Regions from separate parts of the Mus musculus genome. Here region 2 is linked to region 1. Evidence: chromatin contacts called from public ChIA-PET data. All regions are on one chromosome and are shown on one strand. The core of a region is the stretch at or near the end of the contact, and the rest is flanking DNA. Distances in the headings are between cores, read along the strand shown.

Evidence for each region. ChIA-PET counts read pairs in DNA pulled down with a chosen protein or histone mark.
Region 2: a contact with region 1 is called in an RNA polymerase II ChIA-PET map of effector CD8 T cells, with 6 read pairs. The contact joins two enhancer-like sites. A contact is called at or near these places in 3 of 115 datasets of contacts at active chromatin or transcription factors (CD8 T cells, effector CD8 T cells and regulatory T cells).

Annotation. Positions count from the first base shown.
Region 1 is chr5:107,756,064-107,760,638 of GRCm38.p6, forward strand. The region is part of intron 19 of Evi5 (ecotropic viral integration site 5); the gene reads right to left. Among named protein-coding and RNA genes, the nearest start is that of Gm42147, 17 kb to the left of the region's middle. RefSeq lists an enhancer at 2,997-3,446. Within about 2 kb of position 3,203, at least 64 of the 459 cell types and tissues checked have an H3K27ac peak or open chromatin away from gene starts, as enhancers often do. A contact at or near this core is called in CD8 T cells and effector CD8 T cells, where this site is marked.
Region 2 is chr5:107,965,228-107,970,244 of GRCm38.p6, forward strand. All of the region lies in intron 1 of Dipk1a (divergent protein kinase domain 1A), which reads right to left. Among named protein-coding and RNA genes, the nearest start is that of Dipk1a, 19 kb to the right of the region's middle. Within about 2 kb of position 2,069, at least 96 of the 459 cell types and tissues checked have an H3K27ac peak or open chromatin away from gene starts, as enhancers often do. A contact at or near this core is called in CD8 T cells and effector CD8 T cells, where this site is marked.

The DNA of each region.
Region 1 (4,575 bases), core at 1,953-4,452:
AGTTTGGAATTGGAGAACCTGATCCCGTCCAGAGTAGAAGGGAGGGAGCCATCTACAGACTGTCACACTAAGGAAGCTCTACACAGTCCTGTGGGTAAGCAAAGAGAGACTACTGCTGAAGGTCTTCTTCCTGGCAGCTGATGGATCTTCACACAATTGAAACCATTAGCAATATTTAGACAGCTGTGTAATGTCAGTGGCGATGAGGTTAGGCATGTATGAGGTTCTATGTAAATGTATGACCACTCACAGGAAATAAATCACTTCACACTTGTTTCAGTCTGCACTTTTAAGGCTAGATCAAAGCACTATGAATATTTCATTTGATTTAACCTTTAGATGAAGCATTAAAAAAACCCTCAGACTGTTAGCAAGATGACCTCATGAAGTCTTTCTCTTCTGACTGGACTGAATTATGTTAACAGGAATTGCTGGAGCTATATGATGGGCTTTTATCAATCAGATCAAGCCAATGTGTACCCACAAACAGTGCACCAGATGCTGGCAAACTGAAGGAGAACAAAACAAGCAAGGCTCCTGCCATCAGAGACCTTGTGTCAGGCAGAAGAGACTGCATCTGATGTTGGAGTATCACACCAGGGCACAAAAAGTCCACAGGAGAAGCCGGGCACTGTCCAGGAGGGAGGATGCTGAAGGACAAGGCTGAGCCGGGTCTTTAAGGATAAGCAGGTGTTCAAGGAGAAATTCAAGTATAGGTGACATGGTGAGAGACAGGCCTGAGAGCACTTTACGTGTTGAGAAACTAAAAGAATTTTGTGTGGCTGGATCTAGGTCTTGTGAGATAAAAGGAGAGAAGCAGGGAATAAACTATGAAGAATCTCAGTTTACGCCAAGGAGTGAAAAAGCTTCATGAACCATAGAGCAGCAAGTCATGCCATTGCAGTTACTTAATCATCTTAACATACACTTCTTTTATGGTCTACTGACTTGACGGGGACATATTAATCCTTGGCATTGTCTGAAGTGCCTTTCTGGTGTGACTTCAATTTCCACCACTAATTCCAACAAGGCAACTGAGGGACAAGAAATTTGCCCATACTAACACAGCTAGGGAGTCACCTGGCAGTGTTGCAAGTCCTCTACTAATCTGTTTAGGCAGCCACAAACAACCTAACTAGCCACAAATAAAACTGAACGAGGGATGGTAAACAATGTTAACAGAAAAGCAAGATCCAAGTCTGAGTCTGACACATTACAACTGCTCATTGCTAATTGTCATGGTCTCTTTTAGTAGGTCAGTGACAGTCGTCTTGAACTTTTCAAGGTACCAGAACACTCAAGATACTTGATATAGTTATGAATACATTCTCAAAAGATGTACAAATAATATCTATGTACAAAGTACCTTTAAACACTTTAATAAGTTCCATTCATACAACTCTGGGAATTTTCAAAAGGCAAATAATATCAATTTTCAAATATGGCTATTGAGTCAGTAGATGTACTGGCACATACACTATAATCCAAGAACTTGGGAGGGAGAATTTAAATTAGAGGCCAGCCTTGGTTACATAGTGAAACTTTGTCTCAAAATAAAGGAAAAAAAAGCAGGTAGGGGTACAGAGACACAGCAGCCCACATGTTTGAACAGGTTTTCTCATGGCCATAGAGCTGCACAAAGATCTCCACACACAATCTGAGGATACTGTCATCACCCAAATAAACACACACACTGCATACTCTCAGCTGCCATCCATGCCCTGGCTGCCTGCCACCTTCTCCTCAACTCCAGGTAACCACTAATCTGTGGCTGTCTCTACAGATCTTCCTATTCTGTGCTTCTTATGTAAGTGGCATCACTGAGTGTGTGTGGCCCTCTGTGACTGAGTTCTTACACTCTGGTCTGTGCTACAGTGCACATCAGTATTATATTCTTCTGTTACCTAGCCCCTTCCATTGTATGACATGCTGCACCTCTCCACTTATCAGCTGACAGATATCTGGACTGGTTTTATTTTCTGGGTACTGCAAAAAATTGTTATAAATATTCATGCACATGTCTCAGTGTAGACATTTCATTTTTCTTGGGTATAAAGACAAAAGTGGAACTTCCAGGCAAGATGGTAAGTATGGTTAGCAATTTGAGAAAATGAAGCATTATCTTCCAGTATTTGTATCATTTTCTCTTCCCACTTACCATGTACAGAGTTCAGATTTCTCCACATCTTTGTCAATTTTAATTATATCCTTATATGTTCCTGGTTAGTATAAAACAGAAACTTACTGTAGTTTTGATTTGCATTTCTTTGATGGTTAATGATGCTGAACTTTTTTTTCTTGTGGTTATTGGCCATTTGTAGATTATTTTAGCAAATACTCTACTGAAGTATTTTTTTTTAGGGGAAGGGAGTCGAGACAGAGTTTCTCTGTGTAGCTCTAGCTATTCTAGAACTCACTATGTTGACCAGTTGGCCTCACACTCAAAGAGCTCCATCTGCCTCTGACTCCTGAGCTAGCGCTGGGTTAAAGTGTGAACCACCACCGCCCAACTGATATCCTTCACTTGCTTATAATAAATGAATTATTCATCTTTTTATACTGAAACTGAAAGCTTTTGTGTGTGTGTATGTATGTGTGTGTGTGTGTATATATATATATATATATTTTTTTTTTTTTTTTTTTTTTTTGGGTTGGTTAGTTGGTTTTTTGAGACAGGGTTTCTCTGAGTAGCCCTGGCTGTCCTGGAACTCACTCTGTAGACCAGGCTGGCCTCAAACTTGTGTATGATTCAAAAAGAGATACTGACAGGCTAAAAATAAGTAATTGTGTACTTGGAAAAAAATTTCTAACTGATAAAAAAATCCCTAACCCATTATATAATCCTTCTACAAGCAGTTTTTTCTACAATAAAAAATAAATGATTGGGATGTAAAGTAAATAAACAAGTTAATGCATGAATGAAAAAAAATCATTCGAAAAGAAAAATAAGTGATGGCTACCTCCTTCAGCTTCACTTGAAACAGAAAAACATGCTACACTAGAACCGAGTGCTGGAGGCTGAGGAGCTGAGGGTGAAGGAGGCCCATGAATGACTTGCAGTGCTCATTTATTTTCAGGCGCTGCAGCTCCTGATAACATAACTTTAAAACTCGTAGCACCCCTCCCCCTGGCCAGGGAGCACAGACCCCTGGCTAGGTCAGCATCCTACTCCTCTTTGTCTTGAGACGTGCAGGCTGCTCAGTGAAGATTGGGTACTTGCAAACCACATGACCTCATGAATGCTATCTTATCACCTCACAGGTTCCTCACACTGACCACAACTTAAATCAGACAGGCAGCAGAACAGCAGAGTCTGTGACACGTACACTGGTAGACATTTCCAGCTGTTCTGTTTGTGGGGAGAGAAAATCTGATTATCTCGTGTCCAACTGCATCTGTGAGATACTGTTTATGAAAAGCACATGATTCACTGCCTTAAAAACCTCTAGTCATAGTTAAAAACTTTGCGCTTTAGTAAATCTGAGAGCCAGTAGTTCATTTTTAACCAAAGCTCCTTTAACTGATACTCAGCAAATGTTCCTATTTTTTGGGGAACAAAAAAAAGCTAGCACTGTATTATTTATTTTTTAAAAGTAACATAAAAATTAAGTTGCTTGCTAGGTGTGGAGGTGCATGCCTTTAATCCTAGTACTGGAGGAGCAAAGGCCTGCAGGTCTCCCTAGTTCAAGGCCAGCCTGGTCTAACACATTTGATCTAAAGGAAAAACAAGGAGCCATGCCATCCTGGCCTGGTCTCAGGGCCTCACTCTGATCTCTGACTGCTTCCGTAGTCCTCCTGGTCTCTGCTGTGAGCACTTGCCCTAGCAATCCTCTCGCATACATGCCTCTCTACCTGAAACATGCCATGCTGTCCTTCCCCTGGCTGTTTTCTACTCCTCCTCTCGTATACAGCACAGGCAGTCGCAGAGTGGAGGGGTGTGTATGGGGTGTGGGGTACCACACGCGCAAAGAGGCCAGAAGAGGACATCAGTGTTGCTTTATCACCTCTACCTTAGTCCTTTGAGAGAAGATCTGGCTCTGAACCTGGAGGTTGGCTGGAGGCCAACACGCAACAGAAACACACCTGTCTCTACCCTCAGAGTACATAACCACACCTGTTTTGTTTTGTTTTTCTATAACATGGATGTTGGGTTCCAAAATCAGGTCCTAATGTTCGCTAACTGGATGAATATATAAAATGAGCTGGCATTTTAAGGTCTCAGGATCAGTGTCAAAGACAAACCTAAAACACAAGATGAGTTCTCTAATCATCTCTAGAACAATGGAGAAAAAAGCCATGCACAGCTTGGAACAAAAACTAAACTAAAACAAACCCCCTCCTCACATAGATAGATAGATAGATAGATAGATAGATAGATAGATAGATAGATCGATCGATCGATCGATCGATCGATCCTGAACTGCTGTTAAAAAACAAATAAATCAAATAATTCATGAGAACCAAATATCTTCCTTCTCTCTGCTTTAACGATATGTCTGGAAAAACTGGCATAATAGTCAAAGGGAAAAAGCAGAAGTGAGGCAAAGAATAGGAATAACCAGCTTTTAAATATAA
Region 2 (5,017 bases), core at 819-3,318, 210 kb after region 1:
GGGATCACAGACTGCCTCAGTTACTGACTTCAAAAAAAAAAAGGCAAATCAGCTTCACAAGGGCTAACCCAAGAGATCACTCACTAAGAGACTGGCAGAACCCAGAGGCTGGGGGAGGCTTGCTTATAGAGCCAGCTTATAGAGCTTATAGAGCTGGTATAGAGCCAGCTATGCAACGCGCTGATCTTTGCTTCACTGAGAAAGGCACAGCCGAGAACTTCTCTCCAGGCCTCCCTCCTCATCCCTCCTGCTGACTTGTGCCTAGGCTGAGGCCTGGCTGTCTCTGCTAGGTAATGCCACTGCTGCTACCCCAGCCCCACCGAACTGGACTGCTAATATAGCCATAAAGTGCCTGTGATCAAGCTGCAGCTGGGCTGCTGAGTCCTGTGAACTGAACTGCTGATTTCCTGACAACACAGATAAGAGTTACTCCAAAGGGCCTTTTTTTTTTCCTTTGGTTTTTCGAGACAGGGTTTCTCTGTAGCCCTGGCTGTCCTGGAACTCACTTTGTAGACCAGGCTGGCCTCGAACTCAGAAATCCACCTGCCTCTGCCTCCCGAGTGCTGGGATTAAAGGCGTGCGCCACCACTGCCAGGCTTTAAGCTCTTTCTACAACTGTCATGTGAGATTGTGTGGTATACCAGTAATGGGAATGTAACAGTAAATGTGATTATCCTGCCCTGTGAGCCAAAATACAGGCCAGAACTGACAGTAAGTTCCAGCTCACTTGTCAGACCTACAGTGTTTTTTTAATAAACATTTATTTTATTTTATTTTATTTATTTTTCTTTATATCCTTTATTTATTTATTTTATTTATTTTTCTTTATATCCTTTTCTCAGAATAAACCATATTTTGGGGATCTTTGTTCCTTTGGGTCTGTCTGTTGAAGCTGAGTGATGAAGGCAAGTAGACCACTCCAGATTCCTTTCAGCAAGTTAACTGGTCACTTAGCAGAAATAATTGTTAGTGTTACTTGACAGAGGATTGTAAACTGAATTTCTATTTAACTCAAGGGACTTTCAGTGTGTGGAAAGGAAACTCCCACGTGCCTGTCTTGGTGGAGACCAAACAGCAAGTCAGGAAAGAAAAAGAGGCTCAAGATGTCTTTAGACCTCTCTTGGGGCCAGGACTGAAACTTATTCTAGACATGAATGACTCAGCAATTGCTACGGAATTCCTGTTACTTTCAAAATCTCTGGCAGTTCATGTCAGATAGCTCACAACAACCTGTAACTCACGCTCAGGGGGAAGGGACCTGGCTTCCTTAGGCATCCATGCCTGCATGCATACACATACACATATAAGGTTGATTAAAAATTAAAAATATACATATATAAAAATATTTTTTAAATTGTGTATGTTTTCAGGGAGGGTGTGTAAGGTGAAGCCAAAAGTCAACCTGAATGCTATTCCTCAGGTGCCATCCCCCTTGCTTTATCTGAGACAGGCTATCTTGTTTGACCTGGAATTTGCTAACTAGACTATGTTGGTTGGCGAGGGAGACTCAGAAATCTACCTGTCTCTACCTCTCCAGAACTGGAAAAACAAGTGTGTATCACTATGCCTTTTTACATGGGTCCCGGGAATCAAATAAGGGTCTTCAGGCTTGCAAAGCAAGCATTTTACTGTCTGAGCTATCTCCCTAACCCCAATTATATCCTCAGTTACACAGCATTCTGGAGGTCAGCCTGAGAGCTACATGAGATCCATGAGAGACAGATAGACAGACAGACAGTCAAGCAGGCAGGCAGGCAGACACAACAAGATTGATTCTCTAATAGACCCGACGTTGTGTTGCCTACAGGAAGTGGCAACAGCAATGGAACCAAGCCTCACCAGTGAACGTGAGGTTCCTTGATTCTGAACTTCCCATAACTACAGAGCTATTTAAAAAAAACAAAAAAACCAAACATTTCAGTAAGTAATAATAGATCCAGTAATTAAAAATATACTTCAGTCTTGGTGTTCTGTTAAAGCAACACAAGTGGACTACAGCACTGTTTGTTGTTTGTGGCATTTATGAAGCCTGGGGAGTCCTGTGTCTGATGCCCAGTTTCTTCCTCAGGCAAAATTCAGCATGTGTCTATACTCTGCACAGCATCTGGATTGGTCACACTTCATGTTTTTGTGTCTCCATCTTTACTGAGGTCTTTTTTTCCCCGACCCACATTAGCAAGGAAGTCTCTGAGTTTGAGAAAACAAAACATAGCAGAATCTTTTGGAGAACTGATTTTAAGTATTTATTAAGACAACACAAGGGGAAACTGTCCCTCAGAGGATACAGTTTCATCTAGATAGGTCAAAGAATACAAGATTTGAGTTGGCTGAGAGGAGTAAGTAGGAGAGATCTATTGTATAACATTGTATAAATGTATACATGTATAACATGCATAGTTAATAACAGTGACTGCCTATAATCACAGAACTCAGGAGGCTAGGGCAGAGGACTGCCAGTTTGAGGATTATAATAAAATCCTGTCTCAAAACAAATATACATTAAAATCCACAATGTGTTGTACACTTAAAAACTGGTGAAAGCAGCTAGAGCTATACAGAGAAACCCTGTCTCAAAAAAAAAAAAAAAAAAAAAAAAAAAGTAAAAAACTCGTGAAAGAGCTGGGCAGTGGTGGCACATGCCTTTAATTCCAGCACTTGGGAGGCAGAGGCAGGCGGATTTCTGAGTTTGAGGCCAGCCTGGTCTACAGAGTGAGTTCCAGGACAGCCAGGGCTACACAAGAAACCCTGTTTTGAAAAACAAAAACAAAAAACTGGTGAAAGTAGAATTTTAAATGTCCTCACCACTTAAAAATGTTTAGTTTTATTATTAATGTGCATGCACTAATGTGTGTGTGTGTGTGTGTGTGTACACATATCTGTGGAGTCCAGGAAAGAGCTGGACCATCTGGAACCAGCATCATGGGCTTTGTGAACCCCCTCATACAAGATCTGGACACTGATCCTCAGGATTGAGCAGCAAATGCTCTTAGCTGCTGAGTCATTTCTCTTTCCCCAAGACTGTTCTTTTATCTCAGCCATTGGCATGCCTTCCACACTGAAGAAGACCCAGAAATTTCACTTCCACAGGAGCCAAATCCACTCCCACTGACAAGTACCAGAAGCACTCAGGAGGATCGGGTAATGCTGTGGCGTGGATCACCTCAGCGAAATTTTTAAGTTACTTTATTCAGGTTACTTTGGAAAGCTGGTATGAGGACCAGAGCTTTCATCAACTGTCAATTTTGAAAAACTGGACACGGGTCAGTCAACAGACATGGGCAAATTTGACAAACAAAACAAACAACAATAAACCGGCCTGCGCTACCCTCCCCATCACCGACTGGCCCTGCTATCAGGCTACTGAAGGTTGAGGAGAAAGCTCCCTGTGCAGCGTGTGCTCTCTAAGGCCAGCTCTTCAGCAGAAACCATGAATAGGTTTGTGGATCTCAGGATACCTGTGTCTTGGTGACTTGAAAGTGTAGACAAGAGGTTCATAAATGCTAATAAATTCTCTTAACACAGCAGTGCCTGCCTGTAATCCCAGCACTGGAAAAAGACTTAGGTAATATTCGAGGGCATCTTTGCCTACAGAGCAGTTCAAGGCCAGCCACACTATAATTCCTGTCTTTAAAACCAAAGCATACACATTTATTCTATGACCTAGCTAAACCATTTCAACACACACGTTCATATATATTTATCAAAAGACAAGAACCAAGAATATTTGCAACTTCAACAGCTTAAAACTGAAAACAACCCACCCTTATTAACAGTAGGATGAGTAAGTTTAGCTGTGTTCACACAGTGCAACCTCCTGAGTGCTGGGACTATAGGTATGTGGCATTGTGGCCAACTGAAATCTCATTGTTTAAATAGAGGGAAACATAATACACAGAGCTCCCCCAACATTCACCAGACAGTTTCTGTATAGCCCTAGTGGTCCTGGAACTCACTCTGTAGACTAGGTGACTTTGAACTCAGAGATCTACCTGCCTGCCTCTGCCTCCAAAATGTTGGGACTAAAGGTATGTACCACACACACACACACACACACACACACACACACACACACACACACACACACACACAGCATGTTAGAACTTTTAAGGCTGTGATGGTTTGAATAAGAATGGCCCCTGTAGGGTCATATATTTAAATTTTTGGTTTCTAGTTGGTGGACTGTTTGGGAAGAACTAGGAAGTATGATTTTTGTTGGACTAAATGTGTCACTGTGGTGGAGTTTTCAAAAACCCACACCAGATCCATTCTCAACATGTCTATGTCTGTCTGTTTCTCTGTCTCTCTGTGTGCTTGTCTGTCTCTGTTTGTGTGTCTGTGTGCCTATCTGTCTATCTGTCTTTGCCTTCCCCGCATGCCTGTGGATCAGAAGTAAGCTCTCAGCTCCTGTTCCAGGGCCAGGCTTGGCTGCTTGCTGCCGTGTTCCTCGCTGTGTACTTTTCTATTGTGTCTGTGATGCTGGTTTAGGCTCTTCTTCCCTTCCCCTGTGCAGTCACTATCTTCCCACTTTTGCATAAGAAAGTCAAGAGATCTTACACAGGTTCCAATAGAGCAGTATTTTAGTCTTTGTCTTGGTTACTTTCCTATCACTGTGAAGAGACAAAGGCAACTTATGAAATATTTTTAATTGAGGGCTTACAGTTTCAGAGAATGAATCCATCACTGTCATGGTAGGGAGAACAGCAGCAGGCAGGCATGGCACTTGAGCAGTAGCTGAAAACGTACATCTAATCCACAAGAAGGAGGCAAACAGAGAGCCAGCTCAACTGGAATGGCATGGGCTTTTGAAAACTCAAAGCCTGGGCTGGAGAGATGGCTCAGTGGGTAAGAGCACTGACTGCTCTTCCAAAGGTCCTGAGTTCAAATCCCAGCAACCACATGGTGGCTCACAACCATCTGTAATGAGATCTGAAGTCCTCTTCAGGTGTGTCTGAAGACAGCTACAGTGTATATTACATGTAATAATAAATAAATTAAAAAAAAAAAAAAAGAACACTGA